Regions from separate parts of the Sus scrofa genome. Here region 2 is linked to region 1. A link is a contact called in public HiChIP or PLAC-seq data. All regions are on one chromosome and are shown on one strand. Each heading gives the region's core, a stretch centred on a gene start, on an enhancer-like site or on the middle of the called end of the contact. The rest is flanking DNA. Distances are from core to core; before and after follow the strand shown.

Region 1 (5,916 bases), core at 2,507-5,006:
CAGCAGGAGCACTGTGCACGAAAAATCCCAGAGGCCACACAGATTATGCAATTGAAAGGAAAACAAAATCCATTTCAGAAAAATCTGCAATGCAAAGATTCCTAACTGTATTTACGAAAGCAATAATCAGCAAAGATTCACTGAGAGGTAAACTCCCATTGGCGATTCTGGACACCAGCTTCCTTGGGTCCTCACAAGGACAGTGGACTCCTGTTTTATTCACCAAGAATTTAACGTTCCAAAAAGGTATGTGAAAGGGGTCAAACTGCTTGCGTACTTCTACTTACATAACACGTATATTGCACATCAGCTTTTATTTTTTCCAGATACAAGGAGAGGAAACTTGCTGTATATCTCTGTGAGAGAATAAACAGAAAACTGTCTCCCTTTTTCATAGATTAGGGCCTTGTAATCCAGACCATATGATCAATAAACTACATAAAAATTAAATCATACTGACAGTCGTAGGCAAAAGAGAACCACGTAGAAACAATTTTTTAGGACTGCGATGTGTGGAATATTAAAATCACATGTTGTGTTAATAATTTTCTTGTGGGAGCCAAATCAAGTTCTCCTGCATAAATTTCTCAAGTAAATGTTTACCTCACTGTGTTTCTCATTAAAGGTGGTAGAGAGGCACTGAATGAGTGATACTATAATTCGGCCTATGCATAAGGGAGACACTTTGAAAATGACCTTTTGACATGATGCTAATGGCAAGGCCCATAGCCTGAACACAGATAGCTACATGATTCTGACAGTAAAATAGAAGGTTCTGTTACCTTATTAACTTTTTTGCAGTAAACAAAATTATTTGCTGGAACAGACCAACAGTGAGTGAGTAAAAAACAGCTAGGTATAGAATATTAGCTTCGGGGAAGACACAGGGAGAGCTGGGGCAGATGAGGAGATGAAACGTGCAAACATACATCTTACTTACACCATCAACGCACAACAAGTGTCTTGGGGTTTCTCTGTGCCTGGCTAAACTATAGCTAATATAGGTGTGTCTTTTTTTGTGAATTCCTTCACACTCTTTCCTTTGATAAGAGACACCATCTCTTGGGACTTCCTTCTGAAATCACAAGGGGGGAAAGAGGAGGGGAGAACAATAAAACTGTCCAAAGGCTGTCAAGCATGTTCTGGCTCTGCTTTCCTAATCACCAAGTAGGAGGTAGGAAGGTACATGGAACAGACAGTGTAGAAAGAGTTCACCCTACCCCCAACAAAACACACCAGTAAATACTGGGAAGCCCCAGGCAAGTTTACAGCAAACAGCTTCAATGTGTTTATGTGTTCATGGTACTCCCCCAGGACCAGGGAGGGCTTTTAAAAATTCAATAGCTTGGCAGGGAGACTTTAAGTACTAATCTTCCCACTGTGCATAATGAGCCTTCAGTTGCCTTCAGGAAGGTAGGCCCCCCAGTGACAATGCCTTTACATAACATCTTAATGGTGAATTTATATGAAGAGATAGGAATGGGATTTGCCACCTGAACCACAGTTACCTTTCTTCCCTTCCCTAAAGCACAATTTGACCTTTGGCTGTCTGCTTATGCAAAGGGAGCCATTCTTATTTTTAAATTCTAAGTCCCTCCTTTCTCAGACTCACAAAATTGACGATGGACAGTCAAGCCAAGGACAGATGGACTTCAGGAAGGACTCTACTGCAGAAAGGGTCCTGAACACAGGGACGCTTAACTCCAGCCCCAGAAGTCTGGGCTTTGCCTACGCTGCATGGACAAATCCATTTCAAAGGGGACTTGAGCCTCCGTGCAGCAGTTAGTTCTATTTTAAGGGAACTGAATTGGGAACACAGATGTTTCTTCAGTTAGCAGAGTTGGCAGAACAGCCCCTGGACCAAATCCGAGTTCTTAATGCAGGAAGGGGCCTTGGAGAGCATCTGGTTCAGCCCACTCACTCAACTGATGAGGAAACTGAGGCCAAAGAGGCAGCAAGGTTGCACACCCCGCATGTGGCAGAGTGGCAGTATTGTGATGACAAGTCCAGCATGCTTTCCTTGACACTATGATTGGCTTAAAAAAAAAACAAAAAAACAAAAAAAAACTACGCCGACTTCCAAACCTCGGGGCTCCCGTACATTCCTGTCAGTAGTCACCCCCCGCCCTGGAGGCGAGTTCATAAATCCTCTTTACCAACTCCCACTCCAGTCCCTTTACTCCCACCTCTTTCAGCAGTGGCTTCCAACTAGCTGGGAAAACAGAAACGGGGCTACCGCCTCAATTTTCTGGGAGTACAATGAATTGTGGTCCTGAAGCATGACCCTGGCTAGCTTTCCCAATGCCTCAGTTTCCTCATCGGTGAAATGAACTTTCTCGCTCCTCCTGCACCGAGTCGGGGAGACGGCTGGTTAAAACGACCACCTGGCACACAGTAGGGGTCTGCAGAATCGGTACTCTGCATCAAGCCGGTAGACAGCACCCTCCCAACCCCTGGAGGGCGTTCACGAGAGCAACAAGTGAAGAGGCCGGCTTGCAAGTCCTGGGCCGAGGCAGCCCGGCGGAAAGGCTGGATGTTTACGTTCGGCCCTGGGAAGGCAGCGCTCTCCAGGCAAGAGCCCGGCGCTCCAGGAGATCCGTTTTACTCGATGGAAGGCAACCAGCTTTACGCCGGCTCTGGCTCCTGGTTCCACCGACTTCCCCTCCCTCTCCTAAGAGGACAAGCCCTCACCTTTCGTGGGGTTCTGCCTGCGTTTCCAACTGCAGGCAGCTTTTTAGATTGAGTGTCCAAGTGGCCCGCGAAAGCCTAGAGCACGCTCGACACTCCTTTACAGGCCGGGGAGGCGGCAGGATCGGGGAGGGCGGGAACCCGGGAGCGGGGAAAAGCCTGCGGGGCCCCCGGGACGGGCAGCACGGCGCGGCCGGGAGACGGGGCCCCGCGCAGGAGCGAGCGCCGAGCTTCGCGCGCAGCCCCGGGCCGGGCTGGGACGGGCGCTGAGGGCCGGGGGGACAGAGGGGCTGGGCTCACCCATGAAGAGGCAGAAGAGGTCCAGGCAGATGAGCAGCACCCGCTTGCTGCCGCCCTTCCTCGGGTTGTTATTGAGCGCCGGGCTGCCGCCGTTCTTGCTCTCCGCGACGATAGCCTTGTCGTACTTGTAGTTTTGCATGGCGCTGGCCAAGACGCCCCACGACTGCAGCCACACACCCAGACGCCGGGGTCGCCTCCCGACCGAGGCTTCTCCGGGCGCGGCGGGAGAGTGCGGCCCCGCTGCCCCGCTTCCAAGGGCAGGCGGTGGTGCTTTCTGCTCCCTGGTGCTCCTCCGCTTTTCCTGTCTCAACCCCGAATCGTTCGAAAGTCCAAGGGGAAGAGAGTCAACTCCCGAGCAGAAACTTCTGCAGCGCTGCGTTGCTCCGGACGCGCGGAGCTGGCGTGTCCGTGCGCAAAGCAGCGAGGGGGCAGCGCGGGCGCTCGGCCACCTTCCTCCGCAGCTGGTTGCTTAATGAATGGGAGCTGCGCGGAGCCCAGCCACCTCGGAGCGCTGCCCCAACTCCTACTTTCCTCCTCCTCCTGCTGCTGCTGCTGCTGCTGCTGCTGCTGCTGCTGCCGCCGCCGCCGCCGCTGTGATCGCCTGGGTTTGTTTTCGGCACTTTTATTTCATGAGGTCCTTTAAAAAAGAGAGAGAGGCAAAGAGAGGGACCTCCTTACTTGGCTCAGAAGGGATTCCGAAAGCACAGCCCCTTCCTTAAGCAGCCTAAGACGTAGGATAATTAAGGCCACATTTTCCCCCACCCCCTTCCAAAAAAAAAAAAAAAAAAAAATCCTAAAAGGAAAAGTTACTTTCAAACCAGAGAATCCGGGAGCCCCTAGCGTTCAAAAACACTAAATTGTCACAAAACGAGAAAAAAAAAATGTAAATAAAAAGAAACAGCCTTGGATCAGGCAAACGTTGAGGCTGTACAGCTAAAAAAGCGTTTCTCCTCTTTTATCCTCCTTTACATATTTGGGGCTTTCAAGTCTTTGTTTTGATTTGAATCGTTTCCTCCTGAAAATACTCAAATAAATTGTTGGGGGGGGTTTGTTTTGTTTGTTTGTTTGTTTATTTTTTGAGATCTGAACACTCAGCACTGGATACTGGGCTAGATTCTGAGGCTCCGAACAGGAAAAGGACTGCACTGGCTCTGGGACTAGATCCTGTGGCTTGGAATCCTGGCTGTGGCTCGGTGCCTCTGTTTCCCCATCTGTAAGCTGGAGATAATAACTTTCTCCTAAATAGAGTAATTATGAAGATGTCATTAGCTAATCCATAGACGCGCCTGGAACCGTGCTAGGTACATAGGAAATGCTGTGTAGGTGTTAACCTTTACTTTATTCCTTGTAGTTCCCAGCCCTCCAAATCCCTGCCAGTTCGGCTGGCCCCCAGCCTGCTTGTATCAGTATTGAGTGTTGGGGGCAGCTGTCCAGGGAAGCAGGAGAGCTCTCCCAGAGCTAGCATATCTCTAGCTTGGGGGGCAATCTAACGCTTTGCAGTAGAGGCTGTCATGTGCTTTCACAGTCTTCTATGTGAATTAATTCTCCCCCAGACAGAGCATAAACATTTCCAAGGCAAGGACCTTTCCTTCTATCTTCCATCATGTTCTAGATCATGATTTTTTTTACTGACTTGTTATAGGGTTCAGTATCCCTAGATCCAGCCACTTGGCCTTTCTCCAATAGTCCTTTCCCACTCCACACCCTGGCCTCTGCCTCCCTCTGTCTCTGCACATCCATCCCTTCTCTAACTACCAAAATGCTTTTCTTGCTTTAGAATCCTCTGAAATAGCACCTTCTCTCTGGGCCCTTTCTTGATCCCCGGACAGAATTAACTTCACCTTCAGCACTTGGTTTGCAGCACTCTTGTAGTACCTATTACAGTCTGATTTGGTGTTATAGTTAGTAAAGATGAGTCCGCTCTATAGATTATCAGCTCCAAACCCTCTCCCCAGTACCGCACACAGAGTTTGGTGCCTGCTGAATGAAGCTCAAGTCAGACTGCGTAGAACAAGTGGGCTGGTAAAGGAAGGCAAAATTGCTGTCTTCTGGAAGCAAGAGTAACTGAATCTCTAAGACAGCTCTGGATGAAGCTAGGGTACCTAGCTGCCCATCAGACACAGCATTCTCCTTTCAAATAGCAGCAAGTCAAAGCCAGGGAAACTAAGAGAACAGATTTCCTAGACAGCTTTTCAGTGAGAAATGCCTTCTCTTGACATGTTAAAACTGCGGAAACAATATGAGGCTGATTTCACTATTACTGACATTCTAAAAGGAATTCCCGGATTCAAGGGTCTTCCCTGGCCCACCAAATTCTCTTTGTTACGATAATCATCCTTGAAGGTCTAAATCGCCAAGCCACAGCTTTGAGAGCAAGTTCTTGTAACTTCAGCAGCCCACTCTGATCTTTCCCCTCCTTTGAGCTTCAAAAGTCCTAGGGCATCGGTGGCCCCTCAGACAGCCACTTAAATTCCACTGTATGGTACCCCGTTCTATTATTTGAATTTTACAGTTACCTCCCTTTACATTTCCTGTCTGCTTTTTCTTCTCTGTGAAATGACTTTTATTAATTTAAGAATAGACATTTTTAAAAGCCAGACTTTTACTGTAGTTAAATGGTATTATAACTCAGCAATCATTGTTGGGTCTCTTTAAAGTTACTGGATGGTAAACTTTGGCTGGCACTAGTTTGAATACTAGGAACCTTTTTGGCTCTGAGGTTCCCTGGATTAAACTCAGCTACTTATTAAGAAGGATAAAAATCTGTTATTCCAGGAGCCAGTAAAAGGGAAAATAAATGGATGTTTAAATAAGAGCTTTATATTCCCATTTACAAGGCTCCGTGGACTATTTTTCTCATAACAAAAAGATCACGGTGTTAATTGATGCGTGTAGTTGGATGCAAACAACTATTACATTTGGATAACT
Region 2 (5,369 bases), core at 647-3,146, 320 kb before region 1:
CCGATTCAACCCCTAGCCTGGTAACTTCCATATGCCACAGGTGTGGCAGAAAGAAAGAAAGAAAGGAAGAAAGAAAAAAGAAGAAGGAAGGAAGAAGGAAGGAAGGAAGGAAGGAAGGAAGGAAGGAAGGAAGGAAGGAAGGAAGGAAGGAAGGAAGAAAGAAAGAAAGAAAGAAAGAAAGAAAGAAAGAAAGAAAGAAAGAAAGAAAGAAAGAAAGAAAGAAAGAAAGAAAGAAAAGGCTACTGTCCCTGGCAAACCAGACTGCAGCCTCCCCCCACTTCTCATTTACTTATTCTTCGGATGTTTATTGAACACCTATCATATTCTAGACACTTTTCTAGTCAGTGTGGATACAAAAAAAAGAAAAGAAAAGGAAAGGAAAGGAAAGGACAGAAAAAATATCTCTACTGTCATAGCACTAATATTTAAGTGAGTAGGAGAAATAAATTAATATAAAACAAAGTACATCAGGGATGGTGAAAAAGACTTTGGAGAAATTTAAAGCACAAAGAGGGATAGAGCATGCTTTGTGTCTTGGAGGGAAATGATAGGTGATATTTTAAGAAGTGTTCCTACAAGGTCTCTAACAGAAGGCAACCTTGGTGAAAAGACTCAAAAGAAATGAAAGAGTAGGCAGCTACCAGGGTGTAAGGGACTCCAGGCAGAGGGAATATCTGGTTCAAAGGCGGCAGCAATGCCAACCATCTAAGTTAGAGAAAAGGATCATCTGCCCCAGGGCAGCATGTTTTAAGGTCAAGTCTGAGGCCAGTGTGGGTAGAAGAGGTACGTGAAGGGTCAGTGTGGTAGCAGGCATGGCAGGAGAGGGGGTGTGAGAATGCAGAGAGCCTAAGAAGGCACAAGAAGGATTTAGAGTTGTATTGTGCATGAGAAGTGAATGATTGGGCTCAGACCACTGGGGGAAACAGAGACAAGCAGAGAATGAATGACAGAACCAAAAGGAGGAGCTCGAATGAGTGGCTTTTAAAGTCCCACCAGAAATTTAAGAACATAGGAATTTATGATTGTAAGGAATTTCTCACCTGACACACATTTTTGAGCATATTTTTTCTTTTAATCTTCCCATTTTATTTTTAAATTTTATTTTTTATTAAAGTATAGTCGGTTTACAATGTTGTGCCAATTCTTGCTGCAAAGTGGCTCAGTCATACATATACATTCTTTTTTATTTTATAGTTTGTCTTTTTAGGGCATATGGAATTTCCTGCAGCATATGGAAATTTCCAGGCTAGGGATCAGCCCACACCACAGCCACAGCAATGCCAGACCCAAGCTGCATCTGCAACCTACACCACAGTTCTTGGCAATGCCAGATCCTTAACCCACTGAGTGAGGCTGGGGAGCAAACCTGCAATCCTCATGGATACTAGTCAGGTTCTTAACAGGCTGAGCCACAACAGGAACTCCCTATACATTCTTTTTTTTTTTTTCCCCAATCATGGTCTATCTCAGGAGATTGGATATAGTTCCCCACTGAGTACATTTTGTTCATGCAAAGCTAATCCGGACAAGAGCCAGAGCATGAAGAGAGAGAAAGCAGCCGGAGGTGAAACCCTTCCTCTCTCACTTGTGCGCACTCCGTCCGGGGCCCACGGGAAATTACACTTGCTCCTCAATCAAGCTGTGTTCTCGCAGCTCCAGAACCCAGCATAGGCTGTGTCCTCCCTTGGATTCTGCCTCATGTCCCTCCTTCAAGTAGCTCATTTCTACTCCTCCCTTAGATCTCAGCTACATGAGAAACCCCCCTGACAAGGGTTCCTCAACACCTGCCACCCTGTATTCCACCCCGCCCCCCAGCCCGGATTGAGGGTGTTTCACGCTGCATCCCTAGCACCCTGAACTTTCCTCACCACGGCCCTCCTTGCACTGTATTGTAATTGTCACTCTACACGTCTGTTTTTCCAACTCGACTGCCAAGACCATATCTGTTTCAAAGCCCAATCATTCTTTGCTGAATGAACATTAATATGAATTCAATCTAAAGAGCTGATGAAAATACCTAAAACAATCACTAAAAATTCACAGGTGCAGAACTCGCCTTTGAAACTGACGAAGGAAATGTCCCACCTAACCACGGCCTTGCTTTGCCCCGCCCCCCCCCACGTGGTAGACATGTGCTTCACATTGGCCCTGATGCCTGTGACTTATGATTCATGCTGAAAGCACATTGGAAAGCCTCATCTTTATAGCCCTTTTCTGAGAAAATTACCCAATTTGGCCGTCCTTCTGGCCCCAAGGCCACTTGACAGATCCCAATGAGCCAGGCCAGATTGGGAGGAGGAGAGGAGGGTGGTGAACTTCACCATCAAATTGTCCAATGCCTGAAAAATGTTGGCTTTGGAATGATGCAGGTCCTCTCTTGTGCATTGCCTAGAATCAGAGGAAGGTACTCCCTGCCAGGCCAAGGCAGTGAGGTCTCTGTGTTCCTGGCTGAGGCCCCCAAGCCAGTCTCCCCAGCAGAACTCCCTGCCAGGTGTAGTGTCACAGCTGTGGAATCAGAGAAGTTGTGCAAGAGGAGAAAAAAAAGTTTTCCAACTCAGCAAAAGAACAAGTCTTGGAGCGAGGGCTCGGGGAGAGTGCAAGCCCAAAGCAAGGCCAAGAATCATGAAATAAAGTCCACGTGGCAAGAACTAAGGATCTTAGCAACTGTAAGAACTAGAGGAAAGCAGCAAATGAGCAGAAAGTTAGGGGAGAATGAGCGTGGTCAGGAACACACAAGGAATTCCAGGGCTTTCTTACAACCTGACATACATTGCATAACTTCCTACAGAGTCAAGATGTATATTAATTTACTCATCAAGTATTGTGGATCCTTTGTAAACTCTCTTGATCTGTACAACTCCCCTAGCTTCTATTATTATTGCCACTTTAGGAAGGAGGAACTTGAATTTTAATGAGACTCATGAGTGAGCAAGACAAGCTTTATGCCCAGGACCTGCGTGATCCACAATCCCCTGCTCTGGATTGAAGCCCACCCCAGACCCTCTTACAGGCTGGGCAACCCTGAGCAAAGTCACTCTCTTTCCTTATCTCTGAAATGAGGATGCTATAACCACTGAGATAATCTATAGGAAATGATTTCCTCCACCATAAAGCATTATGCAAATGTGAGTCCCACGTATTTGTTTATTTGCTTGCTTGTTTTTTATGCTCTATTTCATTTCACAATAAGGCCCACACGAGACCACACACAGTGACAACACATCCAGTTATCCAAATACTGGTGCGGAAGAGATTAAATTCTCCACCTAACAAATCTTTCTGGAGGAAGGCTCTATAAGCACCAACAAAACCTACAGACTTCAATCTCATATTCATAAAATTATTCACTCAACAAACCCTTACTAAGCCACTGCACTGGGCTGAACTGGAATGCAGGATATAAATGATGGATCAAGCACCATCCTTGCCATCAGGACCTAGAGTCCAGAAGAAATGACAGAATAATAAACAAGCCACTTTAAGAGTACACTCAGCACATCAGGAAAGAAAAACACAGCAAGTTGCAAGTTCACAGACTGGACAGAAGGCGCTTAATCCAGGAAAGTGCTCCTGGAGGCAGGAACTTCTGAGCCGTTTCCTGAAAAAATGGATTGGAGTCTACCCGGCAAAGCTGGGGGTCGGGAGCAGTGAGCAGCGAGCAGGATATCCACACACAGGGAGAGGAAGGTGAGTGAGCTGGCAGTGTTGTGGGTCTGTAAACAATCAGCGTGGCCTAAGCTTCAAGCTGTTGGGGAGGGTGAGATGTGTAAGATGAAGGACTCAGAGCTAAAAGCCACTTCCCCAGCTCTGCTTATGGATGTCCTCATTGCAGAGCACAGTGAGACATGGCGAGGTTTCTAGAGCCAGCCAGAGCCTTCTGCCTCACTCAGATCCATCTGCTTCCCCGCTTGCTCCAACAGGTAAACCAGGCCTCAGCAACCTCAGCAGCCCAAAGCTTGAGCAGATTACATCTCTTTCCCTTTCCTGAGTGTGTAATGGTTCAGGACTTGAGTTCTAGAGTCAGACTGGCCCATCTTCAAAGCCTGTCATGGCTGCTTCCTTGCTATATAACATTGGGCAAATAATTTATTTTCTCATGTCTCAGTTTCCTCATCTGTAAGAGGGATCAATAGCAGTACCTGCACATAGGGTTTGTGTGAGAATACAATGAGATAATACAAATACAGAACAAGCCTATACACAGCAACTACTCAGTAAGTATTACTTATTATCATTATAATGATTACCTGCAGCATCAACTTCTATGGATCCCAGCCGCTTTATTTTTAACTTCCATTCTTTCCAGTAACTGGGGAAATGTGCAATCAGAGGGAGAATGAGAGAAAAAAATATGTAAGAATCATTGATTAATATGGGGGAAAGAATACAAAAACCCAGACCATAACGTCTCACATGGCTGCTATGGTTTAGTTTCAAGCTTGACGTCCATTTTCCTGGCAGCCAAAGCAAAAAGGAGAACCAATCCATAATTACTTTCCCAGAACAGTTCCAAAAGAATTTCTTCCCCTGGCTTCACACGGGAGGCAAGACACAGTGTAGTGAACATATTCACAGTGGGATCTGAATTAGTCTGCTTTAGTTGCCATGAAAGGGTACCACCACAGACTGAGTGCTTTAAACAACAGAATTTTATTTGCTCACAGTTCTGGAGTCTGGAAGTCAAACATCAAGGTGTTGGCAGAGGTGTTGGTTTTTTGGTTTTGGGGGGGTTTTTTTGTTTTTTGAGGCTTCTCTCCTTGGCCTGCAGGTTACCCTCTTCTTCTGTCTTGTTTTCACATGGTCCTTCGTGTGTGTGTGTGTGTGTGTGTGTCCTCCTCTTATAAAAACGCCAATCGTAACTATTATTCTGTGGTTCTGTGGCAGCTCCAAAAGTCCCAAAGAGACCATCTAGAGCAGAGGTTATGATCGCAGCTGCACAATAGAATCACGTGAGACACACAGAAAAACACACGTGCTCAGACCCTATCCCAGATCAAGTAAATCAGGGTATCTGGGCACAAGGCTCCATCACGTATACTTGGCAATCTTCTAGATGATTCTAATTTCTAATGAGCAGCCGGGGATGAGAATCACTACCCAACTACTTTCCTTTTTTTTTTTAACAAATGGAATAACTTCTACACAATTATTTATCACTGTTTGCAGATGACATGCTTCTATACCTAGAAAATCCTAAAGACACTACCAGAAAACTATTAGAGCTCATCAATGAATTTGGCAAAGTCACGGGATACAAAATTAATAAGCAGAAATCGATTGCATTACTATATACTAACAATGAAAGATCAGAAAGAGAAATTGGGGAAAATCCCATTTACCATCGCACTGAAAAGAATAAAACACCTAGG

The links. HiChIP or PLAC-seq counts read pairs in DNA pulled down with a chosen protein or histone mark.
Region 2: an H3K27ac HiChIP or PLAC-seq map of skeletal muscle shows a contact between it and region 1, with 6 times the contacts expected there. The contact joins the enhancer-like site here to the promoter of PLPP3 in region 1. A contact is called at or near these places in 1 of 5 promoter capture datasets (liver), 5 of 47 Hi-C or Micro-C datasets (embryonic fibroblasts, heart right ventricle, mesenteric adipose tissue and 1 more) and 1 of 2 datasets of contacts at active chromatin or transcription factors (skeletal muscle).

What each region holds. Positions count from the first base shown.
Region 1 is chr6:155,798,680-155,804,595 of Sscrofa11.1, reverse strand. It overlaps PLPP3 (phospholipid phosphatase 3), which reads right to left and starts at 3,756. Exons shown (of 6, transcript XM_003127971.6): 1 at 2,989-3,756. The coding sequence starts at 3,127.
Region 2 is chr6:156,121,503-156,126,871 of Sscrofa11.1, reverse strand. LOC102158676 (a long non-coding RNA gene) reads right to left here. Exons shown (of 9, transcript XR_002345175.1): 1 at 4,248-5,369. Among named protein-coding and RNA genes, the nearest start is that of PLPP3, 320 kb to the right of the region's middle. Within about 2 kb of position 1,896, at least 15 of the 83 cell types and tissues checked have an H3K27ac peak or open chromatin away from gene starts, as enhancers often do. A contact at or near this core is called in embryonic fibroblasts and skeletal muscle, where this site is marked.